Linked DNA regions of Neogale vison: region 2 is linked to region 1. The links are chromatin contacts, called in public Hi-C maps. All regions are on one chromosome and are shown on one strand. Each heading gives the region's core, a stretch centred on a gene start, on an enhancer-like site or on the middle of the called end of the contact. The rest is flanking DNA. Distances are from core to core; before and after follow the strand shown.

Region 1 (5,381 bases), core at 2,263-4,762:
GTTTCTATTCTGCACGGAGTGATTGCTTTCTATGAACCAAAAGACACACAGTCATACCCTCCGGTTCAGTGGAAAACAAATGATAAAGTCAGAATTCCCCCTAAGGTAGCCTTTCCCAGGGACACACGTCCAGTATGGATGGTTTCTGGGAATCCCAGCAGTAATTTGTTTGGGGTCTACTGTCTCTGGCCGCCCCTTTGCCTGAAGGTCTAGCTGTGGTTCTGACCACTCCAGAGGAAGGCCAGGTCTGGACCGGCGTCATGCGAGCGTCCCTGGAGGCTCTGCCCAGGGCAACACTGATTCCGGAGGGTTTTGTGCATGGAGTCCATGTTTGGTCCGGCCTCGGCCAGTCTGACTTTGGGGGCCTGTCTGGATCAGTGTCCTGTGTGTCGTAGGTGCTCATAACAACGTGGATTAGACTGAGGATCAAAGACCCTAACTTTGTGGAATGATCAAGCCCACAGGAATACAGAGGAAGGCAAAATTGTGGCACCTATGTTGGCCAGAGAGGGCGACACGGGGGTGACTGACGGATGACCGGGGCTGTGGAGATGGCAGTTAGGTGGCCGGCAGAGGGGAGAAGAGAGCATGGCAGGTGGAGAGGAGTCAGCGGTGGAGACCCAGACCTGGGCTTGAGTGTGAGCTGTGTAGGAGCGATAGGCTTAGGGCAGACGGTGTATGCTAGAGGGGCTCCGTGAACACAACAGGCCGTATCACAGCGTGCTAAGTGGCCAGGAGTGGCAACAGTGTCCCAGGAGCCCTCCGTGGGGGGCAGAGGGTAGCAGTGGGGTTGTGGCTGCATCTGGAAGGCGGAGTCCTGTCTTGAACAGAGCTGGGCTGGGTACTCCTGACCTGACTGCGTCTGGTGTGGCGGACAGGGTCCGAGTAGAAGGGATTAGAACCTGGGGCGCCTGGACAGCTCAGATGGTTAAGCCTCTACCTTCGGTCCAGGTCATGATCTCTGTGTCCCGGCATCGGGCTCCCTGCCTGCTTCTCCCTCTCCACACCCGCCCCCCCACCCCCGCTCATGCTTTCTCTCAAATGAATAAACAAAATCTTTAAAGAGAGAGAGAGAGAGAGGACTGGAACCTGAATGTGGGCCCGGCCATCACGGGTGGAGTGAGGAGGACAGAGGGGCAGGGATCTGGAGACCGACTGCAGGGGTGCGGAGCTGGTGGAGGCTCCTGGGCCAGGCAGGAGCACATTTGGTGCAGAAGAGGCCACGAATCTGGGGTAGACACTCGAAGTGATCACACACGTGTCTCTCTGCACGCACCCCTACGTCTGCACACATGGGGCTGTAAGGGGGCGTCACGCTGTGCCCACCGCTGGCTCAGGGTAGGACGCCCTCCTGTCCTTGCAGACGCTGCGGAGCACAGACACAGCCAAGCCCGGGAGACGTTCTGGGGAAAGAACAAAAACCTCACCTGCCACTGAGTTGGGTTTGCAGGGCGAGCACCAGTGGGCCTCGAGGACTTGGGGTACGGGCTGGGGACGTGGAAGTGGGGACACTAGGAATTGATGTTCTTCTAATGTCGGCTCCATATGTATGTGTAGGGGAGAGGCAGGGGGTGGGGGAGCCGAGAAAGGAGAACCCTTTCTGCGGGCCTGAGCCGTTCAGCCCTGGCCCCGCAGGCGGCCCATTCACAGACAGCAAAGGCCTCCTCAGAAAGCTCCCAACCGTCTTGATTCTTGGGGGGTCCTGCCTCCTCCCAAGTGTCCTTTGAAACCATGTGCCCTGTTCTCCCCGAGAGAAGTTCTAGTTCACACCCTCTTCCCAGCTCCCTGCGCTCATCAGGGCCCATCAGTGGCTTTCATATAGCTCCAATGGGGGCAGAGGTGGGAAGGGGAAGAAAGACCCTCCAGGGGGAAGAAGGACCCACCTGGGAAGCGTAAGGGGGCTTTCCTGGTGGCCGGAGCGTGGCCTGGGAGTCGAGCTGGGCAGAAGCCCGGGCCGAGCCGGGGCCAGGGGGACTAAGGCTTGGCGCTCAAGTGGAAACGCTCAAGCTTTGAGCCTGAGGCCAGTGACGTCTTTAGAGCGGCTGCTGCACGCAGACGGGAGGCCGTGCGAGGGCTCCTGTGCTCGGCGTTGAAGCTGGGGGTGGGGGGTGGGATGGGCCTTCCAGAGAGGCGCAGGGCAGAGCTGGGCAGGGAGTCCGCCCAGAGCCTGTCTGGCTTCCTCCGGGCGGCTCTTCAGCTGCTCAGGGCAACGCTCAGCCGTGGGATGGGCTCATTCCGCCAGGAGGGGCCTTGGTCTTGGTGATTTCTGGCGCTGAGCCCTGGGGTCCCCACACCTGCAGGCTTGGGCTCTATCCCTACGGGGTTTCCAGGTGGTCCTTGGAGCGGGATCGTTCAGCCCGCTACCCACTCAGATGTGAAATGCCAGTAGAAGGCGACAATGACCCCATTCTGGGGCCTCACACCACTGTGGCCGTCTTCTCCTTGGAGGCTCTGGCGGGTGGCCCCGCCCATCCCCGGGGCCGGAGGAAAGGTGGGCCGTCCAAAACGCGTGTTCCACTGTGAGCTTCCGCTGTGAGCTTCTGGGGGGTGAATGAGAACAGAAGCCCCACCGAGAGCCCCTCCAAAACTATGGGCTGGCTCTGAGCAGGGCAGCTGGCGTCTGTACACCTGCGCCTGCCCACAGCAGCCTCAGGAGAAGTACCACAATCCCATTTTATTGACAGGAAAACTGAGGCTCAGAAAGGTAGAGTAACTTGGTCAAGGCCACACAGTGAGTGGATGTGTGGCTCTGGGACTCTGGAGCCATGCTCTGTACCAGGCAGGGAGGTATCTCTTATTTTTTTAAATTTTTATTACTATTTTTAAGAGATTTTATTTATTTATTTGTCAGAGAGAGTGAGCACAGACAGACAGAGGGGCAGGCAGAGGCAGAGGGAGAAGCAGGTTTCCTGCTGAGCAAAGACCCTGATGTGGGACTGGATCCCCAGGATGCTGGTATCATGACCTGAGCCCAAGGCAGCCGCTTAACTCACTGAGCCACCCAGGCATCCCAGGGAGGTATCTTTTAAACAACCACCACCATTAACAGAAATGTTCAAGTTCCAAGAATTGAAATGGCCTCACTACCACATGGCTTATTGTTTTTGAAATCTTTGTTGAATCCAGCCAAGTGGGAAGTCTGACCCTTGTTCCCTTCTTAGCCTCACAGGCCAAGTCAGGATCTGTGGCCACCCCAGGCCTTGACTTCTTGCCAGTCCCAGGTTGGCCCTGCCGGGGATGCTCCTAAGGCACTTGCCCGGGGCTTCTCCTGAGTTCAGGAAACTCCCCAGGACACAGCTGAAGCTGGGCGGCGACCACGGGCGTGCGGAGCCCAGAGAGAGTGGAGTGGGGGTTTCCCTGGAAGGACTCCATCAGCTTGGGGTGTTTTCTTCCTGCTGGCTCTCTTGGCCCAGTATCCCTGCCTCCCCCCCACCGACCCCCGCCTTGGCCTCCAGGAACTTGCTCAAGGCCGGGGGACCAGGACTCTGGGGCGTTCGTGGGCGGTGAGCTTCCCGGGGCTGTCCATTGACAGGGCTTCCCCAGAACAGCCGATGAGATCATCTGCCGTTTCAGGCTGGTCTGAGAGATCCTCGGGCGCAACAAAGCAGGCCCAGGAGATATCCTGTATGACTCATCGGTGGGCCATGCACCAGGGGCTTCCGGCCCTCAGCAGAAACCAGACACAGAGGACCATTGTTTACCCCGGAAGCCCCCCGCTGGCCCTGCAGGCTCAAAGGGGTCATTTGTGTTTTCTCCCGGGTTCTCTGGAACTATAGTCTGGGGGATGGAGGTCTAGGGCAGCCTGGGTCCCTGCAACATGAGGAAAATCAGTGTCCAGTCACTCACCCATAAATCCCACAAGAATACCCCTGATACAGGAGCATGTCTTTCTCCCTCCTGGCTTGAAAAAAAAGAAAAAAAGGGAAAAAAAAAAAAAAGGCAAGTGAAAAGGTTTTGGATCAGTAGGAGAGGCAGCTAGGACTGGTTTCTCTGCTCTTTCCAGGCCCTCACGTAGGACACCCTCTGGGACACAGACCCAAGGAACTGTTGTAGAAGGCACAGGGCAGGTGGCCAGAGCTGGGCAAGGAGGAAGACCGGGCTGCCCTGGTGCCCCTTGCTACGGATCAAGCTGGGTGCCGGGGGAAAAAAGCCAAAAAATCTTTTTTTTTTTTTTTTTTTTAAGAGGAATCAAAGGATATAAAAGAGAATTCACAGGAAACAAAATCCAAATGACCAACAAGTTCACAAAGAAGTTGTAAACCTCACTAGTTATCAAGGAAATGCAAATTAAAACAATGAGGTACTATTTCACACCCGTGTGAGATTGGCAAAAATCACCGGGACAGATACTGTCAGGAGCTGGTGGGCTGGGAAAGGGGGAGGCCTCAGGGGCTGCTGGTGGGAACCGACACCAGGCCAGCGGGCTGTGAGTGTTCATGGAAAATCTTACGTAAATTCAGTGGGTGCAGACCTTGGAACAGGAATCTTGCTCCCGTGGAGTGCAGCCCGAGTAGGCATGAGGCCCTAGAGTACCAGAGCAGAGCACCCCCTCCCCAGGAAGGGTCTCCCCGCCCCAACCTCCACATACTCCCCAGCATGTGGGTTTTCTTCAGCAAAACCTGGAAACCAGGCCCCAGTGAGGTCCTGCGTGGGGCCGGCCACGATGCAGCTGTGGACTCTGGCCCTTCAGGGCTTGGGTTCAGGGCTCTGACTCTAAAGAAGGCAAGACACCCCATTCCCATTCCAAGCTCTAAGTTAACATCCCAACCCTTCCAACTCATGAGCTTTCTCTCTTTGGGTAACAAATTACCATAAACTTAGCAGCTTAAAACCGCACACATTTATCCTCCCATCTCCCGTTGCTGTGGATCAGGAATCTGGGCCCGGCTTAGCTGGATCCTTTGCTCAGGGCCCTCTAAGGCTGGAATCTGAGTGGAAACTGGCAGCACTCTCATCGGGGGGCTCAGGTGGGGAAGGCTCTGCACCTGAGTTCAGGCCGGAAGACGAGGCCCCTCAGCGGGAGGCCACCCCCCCTCCCCGATCGAGACCACCTGTGCTTCCTTGCCAGGTGGGCTTCCTTGATGGCTGTTTACTCCATCTCGCTGGCAAGGACGGGCTCTCCACTCAGAGCGGGCCCAATCCCATGTTTAAGGGTTCTTACTCGATTAAGCCAGCCCCACACAGAATAACCTCTGTTTTGATGAGCTCAAAACCAACTGATTTGGGATTTTAACAACACCTGCAAAATCCCCTCATAGTCTATGAACTAGGACCAGGTCCCAGGTCCTGCCTACAACCAAGGGGAGGGAAATACGGACGGAACTTCGGGCAGGAAAACACGGTGCGCCACCACAGGGTGGCTGGGGATGTTGGCTTGGGGT
Region 2 (5,786 bases), core at 2,341-4,840, 100 kb before region 1:
TAGACACTTCAAGCTCCTCCTTAAAGTGGAAAAAAATTTTTAAATCAAATGCTGTCAGGAATGTCTATGGCGTTGCTGATTCCCAGTAAAGGCTTATTGGTAAATAAATTATTATTACTACTAATTATACCGGAATATCCATTAATTCCTTTCTGAATTGAAGAAAAAAGAAGAAGATTTTTGTAGTTAAAGTTGTCTTACATTCCTGTATATTATATTTAGGGTAAGAGAAGTCTATTATTATGTAAATTAGTGAGATTCAATAGCTTTTAATCTCTTTCTTCAAATCTCTTTTAGAAGTTACTAGTTAGGGGCGCCTGGGTGGCTCATAAGTTCAGCTTTGGCTCCTGGGTCTCAGCTCAGATCTTAATCTCAGGGTCATGAGTTCAAGCACTGGTTTGGCCTCCACAGTGTGGAGCCTGCTTGAAAAGAAAAAAAAGTTACTATTTGGGAAAGAATTTTCTTAAGTGTATATGAAAATAGTTGTATGTATGAATACATATCTATGTGACTATATATATAAATATATATGTGAGGGATTCCTAAAGAATCTATTTGTAAAACTAGAGTTTGACATCCTGTGAAAAAATCTTAAAATAAAAATAGTCATAAAATGCATGCCTTTTAACTAGATAAGACTTTTTATAATCATATCTTCATTATATATACACACACATATACTATGTGTGTGTATATATAAATGTAAATATAAATATAAATATATATATATATTTTTTTTCATTTTCTTTTTTCAAAGGGGAGAAAACAAACAAACCCTGTTAAGACTGCCACAAGGTGGCACTAAAATCTAATGAACATTCCAGTCTCTGGTCTTGTCTGAGAACCGCTGGGGGGTGATTTACAGGATCTGTAGGAAATATTGGACAAAACAAAACAAAACACCCCAAGTAAACGAAACTGAAGATTGGAGACAGATTAACATCTTCCTTTTGTCAGAGGGATCATTTCCCTCTCTCACTGGTGTAGGTGTCTGTCACACAGTGAGTCCATATGTTAATAAAGCTAATTTGTAACATGATTTCTTCTCACGGACCAATCCCTGCCCTTGCCCTTCAGTGGGCGTGTCCTGTGCAGGGAGAGGGGACGCAGGGAGGAGCCTGTCGGGCACATCACCTAGTTTGGAAAAGTTTATCCTGTGAGTGGTGCAGTCTTCAAAGTAGTCCGTTTCCACAGAATTTGTCAACGAATCCCAGACATAAAAATGAACAGCATGAAGAGAACTTGCTGCAGAACACGGATTTTCCTATTTGTTTACTTTGGCATATTTACCAACCGAGTATTTTTAGAAATATTGCGATATTGAAGTCCAGGCTTGGAACACTCATATATTATGTCTGAGGGTCAGGAAATGAGTGAATTGAATCCCTCTTCCTGATTCTTTGTGTCTCAGTTTCTCAAAAAATACATGGTACAAAGTTTTGTTTGATATTTTCTTACTATTTGAAGCTTAAGGACACAGCCAAGTTTCCCAAGCTATTTTAAGATAAAGGAAAGCTGTGTTTTAACAATGCAGCTATAAAAGGTTTTGACTAAAACAAAAAAATTAGGTAAGATTGTTCTAATAGACTATGTGAAGAAGAAGAAAAAAGAAGAATAAGAAGAAGAAGAAGAGGGAAAAAGAAAAGAGAAAAAAAGAAAAAAGAAAAGTTTCTGAATGGGAACCTAAACCAATGATCAAAAAAACCCTTCTTTTCTCCTGTGGGGTCCCACTGTGGAAAAATTATTTACTTGTTGACAATTTAGTTCCTTAGTTCAGAAAAACAAAACCAGTGGAGCTTATCCAGTATGAGGGAAGGGTGTTGGGGCGTTTCAATATTTTCCCTTTAGGACAGGCTCTAGGGATTATGGCACTACTGTCTTATTTGACTTGTTATGTCTGTGATGTTCATGTAGAGAACCAGACCTCAACACAGGAATTCCACGTGAAAACACCACAGCTTAGTTACAGCCGGCTGTATGGGCTTGGTTGGATGGCTGTTAGTGCAGAGCCTGGAGTCTGAGGTAGGAGACCCCAGAAAGTTCCGAGTTCCTGAGCATTTAGGTGAATTCTCCACAGTCATTTTACTGATTCTTTCATAGGCTCAGGCATGGTGCTAGGGCTCCAAGATGCTGAGGTAAGACAGAATCCTGGCACTCCACCAGCTTCCAGTCTTAGAGAGGGAGGCAGAAATATGAGGCCATAACCTCATGATGATGTGGGAGTCTCTCCTTTGCTGAAAAACCAGTAAGCATCCTTCTGCCTTTGTAATGGATATAGCCCAGTCTGTGTCGTTGGTACTTCAGCCCTCCATGACTGGCCTCAACCTGAGTTTCAACTCTCGCTCTCTCTCTCCCTATCAAGTGCAGTCACACTAAGTGAGTCCCTGATTTTAGAGTTTGTCTTATTCTTTCCCATCTCTCTGTTTTTCTCAAGCTCTTCCTTCTTCCAGCCAAGCCCTCCCTCTGTCCCCCTCCTCCCTCTTCTGTTCTATGAAATCCTTTGCCTGAGATCCTTCTAGATCAGACTCTGGCAGAGATCAGTCAAGTCCTGGTGTGTAGGAGAAGAGCTAGCACCCCACCAGACACGAATTTGTTGTGTCCTCGCCTGCAAGCTCCCCCTGCCCCCCTCTCTGTCCCCTACCTTAGGCCTCATCCTCTTCTTGCCCAATGGGGTGAGAGGTTGTTGGGTTTTATTGTATAATTTACTTCAGGCAGTTCACAGCCTGACTACCAGGATCTGAATTCATCATTCAATCCCGGGCTGAAGATGCGGTTTTCTGCCTTGTGACTTCCTCCCAGTGGACTTGAAGTCCAGCAAACAGCCCAACCTTCCTTTTTCACCATCCCTCCTGCCCCTAATCTTCCCCTAGAGATGTAGGGGGTGTGGGTGGAGGGTGGGGAGGAAGAGGGGAGGCGAGAGGACTTGGAAGAGCTGGAGGCTAGACCCAGGCCCACCCAGCTCACACGCAGCTCTTGGCCTTAGGGGTCCAAATCTAGAGCTGTCCCAGGAAGAGCCCCGGGTGGGGGAGATGGGAGGGGCGGACCAGACCAGGGAAGGGCCGTTTCTGAAAGAAAAGAACAGAACCTTCCCCGGAAACAAACGTGTGTGTCTGCGTGTGTGCATGTGTTTATTTAAAAACAAAACCGCTTAAAGGAGCCGCTCCCTCCCCCGCAGGTCCGGCCACCGCCGGGAGTTTGCAGCGAAGCGGGACAATTGGAGTGGGAGGGAGTCGCCAACGCCCCCACAAAGTGCTGCCTTCTCCCGGAACCGCTCGCCCAGGCCCCGCAGGCTCCAGGCCGCCAGCTCGGGGCCTTGGCCGGGCGAGCAGAAGACGCGGCAAAGCGAGGGAACGCTGGTGCGGCCAGAGCCCCGCAGCGCCAGCCGAGGCGCAGACTCCCCAGTCGCCGCCTCTCCCAGCCCCGCGGCCTGGGCCGTCAATCAAGCTCGGCCGGCCCCGCCCCTGGGCTGCAGCGGGTGCCCAATCAGAGCGAAGCTCCGCAGCGATGAGCTCAGTCGGCTCGCTTCCCATTGGGCGGCTATATTAAGAAAGTGGCCGTACTCTTTAAATAGCGGGCGCTAGGGCCGCAGCCCGCATCTGCCACCGCAGTCTGGCTGTAGTCGAGCGCTCTCCTGTACTCTGGCGAGACCCATAGAAGCCGGGGAGGGGACCAGGCCGGCTCCGCGGTTCCAGCCGCCGCTTGCGCACAAAGGCGCGGACCCCGGGCCCGGGGCGAGAAGAGCGGCCACCGCCCGGGAGCAGCGCGGAGACGCACGGCGCGCCCTATGCCCCCGCGCCCCCGCCGCGGCATCCGGAGCGCCCCGAGAGAACGCGCCGCCGCGGGGCCCGGGTGCAGCTAGCGACCCTCGCCCGCAGCGCGCAGCCCGAGGTGAGCAGTGAGCGGCGAGCGGGACGGCAGCGAGGCGTTCGCGGGGCCCCTCCTGCTGCCCGGGCCCGGCCCGCTCATGGCGGCCATCCGCAAGAAGCTGGTGGTGGTGGGCGACGGCGCGTGCGGCAAGACGTGCCTGCTGATCGTGTTCAGTAAGGACGAGTTCCCCGAGGTGTACGTGCCCACCGTCTTCGAGAACTATGTGGCCGACATCGAGGTGGACGGCAAGCAGGTGGAGCTGGCGCTGTGGGACACGGCGGGCCAGGAGGACTACGACCGCTTGCGGCCGCTCTCCTACCCGGACACCGACGTGATCCTCATGTGCTTCTCCGTGGACAGCCCCGATTCGCTGGAGAACATCCCCGAGAAGTGGGTGCCCGAGGTGAAGCACTTCTGCCCCAACGTGCCCATCATCCTGGTGGCCAACAAGAAAGACCTGCGCAGCGACGAGCACGTCCGCACGGAGCTGGCCCGCATGAAGCAGGAACCCGTGCGCACGGATGACGGCCGCGCCATGGCCGTGCGCATCCAAGCCTACGACTACCTCGAGTGCTCGGCCAAGACCAAGGAGGGCGTGCGCGAGGTCTTCGAGACGGCCACGCGCGCCGCGCTGCAGAAGCGCTACGGCTCCCAGAACGGCTGCATCAACTGCTGCAAGGTGCTATGAGGGCCGCCGCCGCCCTGCCTGTCCCCGCCTGCCGGCGCGGCGCCCCATCTCGGGCCCGACCCCCTGCCCCCCCACCTCGAGCCCGAAGAAGGGGAGACCCGCGCCCCCCAAGGACCCCACCGGACTGCCTGACGTCTGCCTTTCGGCCCGGCAGCTGTGACCCGGCTCCGGCCCTGGCGCGGGGAATCGGCGTGGGAGGCACCGGGCGCCCCCTTTCCAGTGTCTGTGTGCGTCCGGCTGTGTTGCACAGGCCCGGGCGCCTGCCGAGTGCCAAGGGTCCCCTGAACACCCATTTCTGAAGAGCCAAGCCTCTTCAGAGCGTGTGGCTGTGTGTTTGTTTGTTCGAGTCCCCCGCCCCACTTTCACCCACCCCCGCCTCTGGTCCCCGGAGAACAGCTTGGCGCCGGGGTGCAGCCGCGCCCCATCGGATGTTCGCCCGGAACCCAGCGAGCGCCTGCTATCCCTTGTCTGTAACATAGACCGCGGGAACTGCGGGAGGGGAGGGCTGGGGAGGATGGGGTGTTATATAAATATAGATATAATTTTATTTTCGAAGGTAGGATGGTGTTATTTAATGGTGGTGGTGGGTGGAGTGACAGGGCTCCAGAAGAGCTCCGGCCCACCCTGGGTCGGGCGCCCATCCAAGCATGAACAGGACTTGGCCATCTTTCCAACCCCTGGGGAAGACATTTGCAACTGCCGCGGGGCTGAGTGGACACAGCTTCCAGACTCTCGTCTCCCGCGGGCCAGCCCCCTGCGAGCCTCTCGCCAGCCCTGGGCAAGAGGAGGGAGAGTGCTTTGGGTCGTTTTTTTGCCATAAGCGAACTTTGTGCCTGTCATACAAGTGGAAATTGTTCAGTCCGAGAAACTGATGTTATCTGATTTATTTAAAAACTAAAACTTTTTTTTTTGAAATAATTCTTTGCACAATTGTTTTATTGTTTGACACTTAATGCACTTGTCATTTGCATAAGACAGTAGCATTCTGACCACCCTTGTACGCTGTAACCTCATCTACTTCTGATTTTTTTTTTTTAAAGATGTTGACTTTTTAAAAAAGAGGAAAAAGAAACCACTAATTTTTGTTTTGTTTTCTTGAAAAAGTGGCAACACTGTTTTGGGATTTTATTTGTGCACGGATGCACACTATTTTGATAAAGGGCAGTAACAAGTATTGGGACCTATTTAACCCCCCCCCCTTTTTTTTCCTCTTCACAAGGCAGTCTCGAAA

What was found. Hi-C and Micro-C count contacts between places; a contact is called where the count stands out from the background.
Region 2: a Hi-C map of fibroblasts shows a contact between it and region 1, with 4 times the contacts expected there. The contact joins the promoter of RHOB here to the enhancer-like site in region 1. A contact is called at or near these places in 3 of 3 Hi-C or Micro-C datasets (fibroblasts, muscle and tongue).

Annotation. Positions count from the first base shown.
Region 1 is chr8:128,796,797-128,802,177 of ASM_NN_V1, reverse strand. No RefSeq gene overlaps it. Among named protein-coding and RNA genes, the nearest start is that of HS1BP3, 66 kb to the right of the region's middle. Within about 2 kb of position 3,512, the one cell type or tissue checked has open chromatin away from gene starts, as enhancers often do. A contact at or near this core is called in fibroblasts, where this site is marked.
Region 2 is chr8:128,896,501-128,902,286 of ASM_NN_V1, reverse strand. RHOB (rho-related GTP-binding protein RhoB) reads left to right here and starts at 3,590. Exons shown (of 1, transcript XM_044262013.1): 1 at 3,590-5,786. The coding sequence starts at 3,965. The coding sequence ends at 4,555.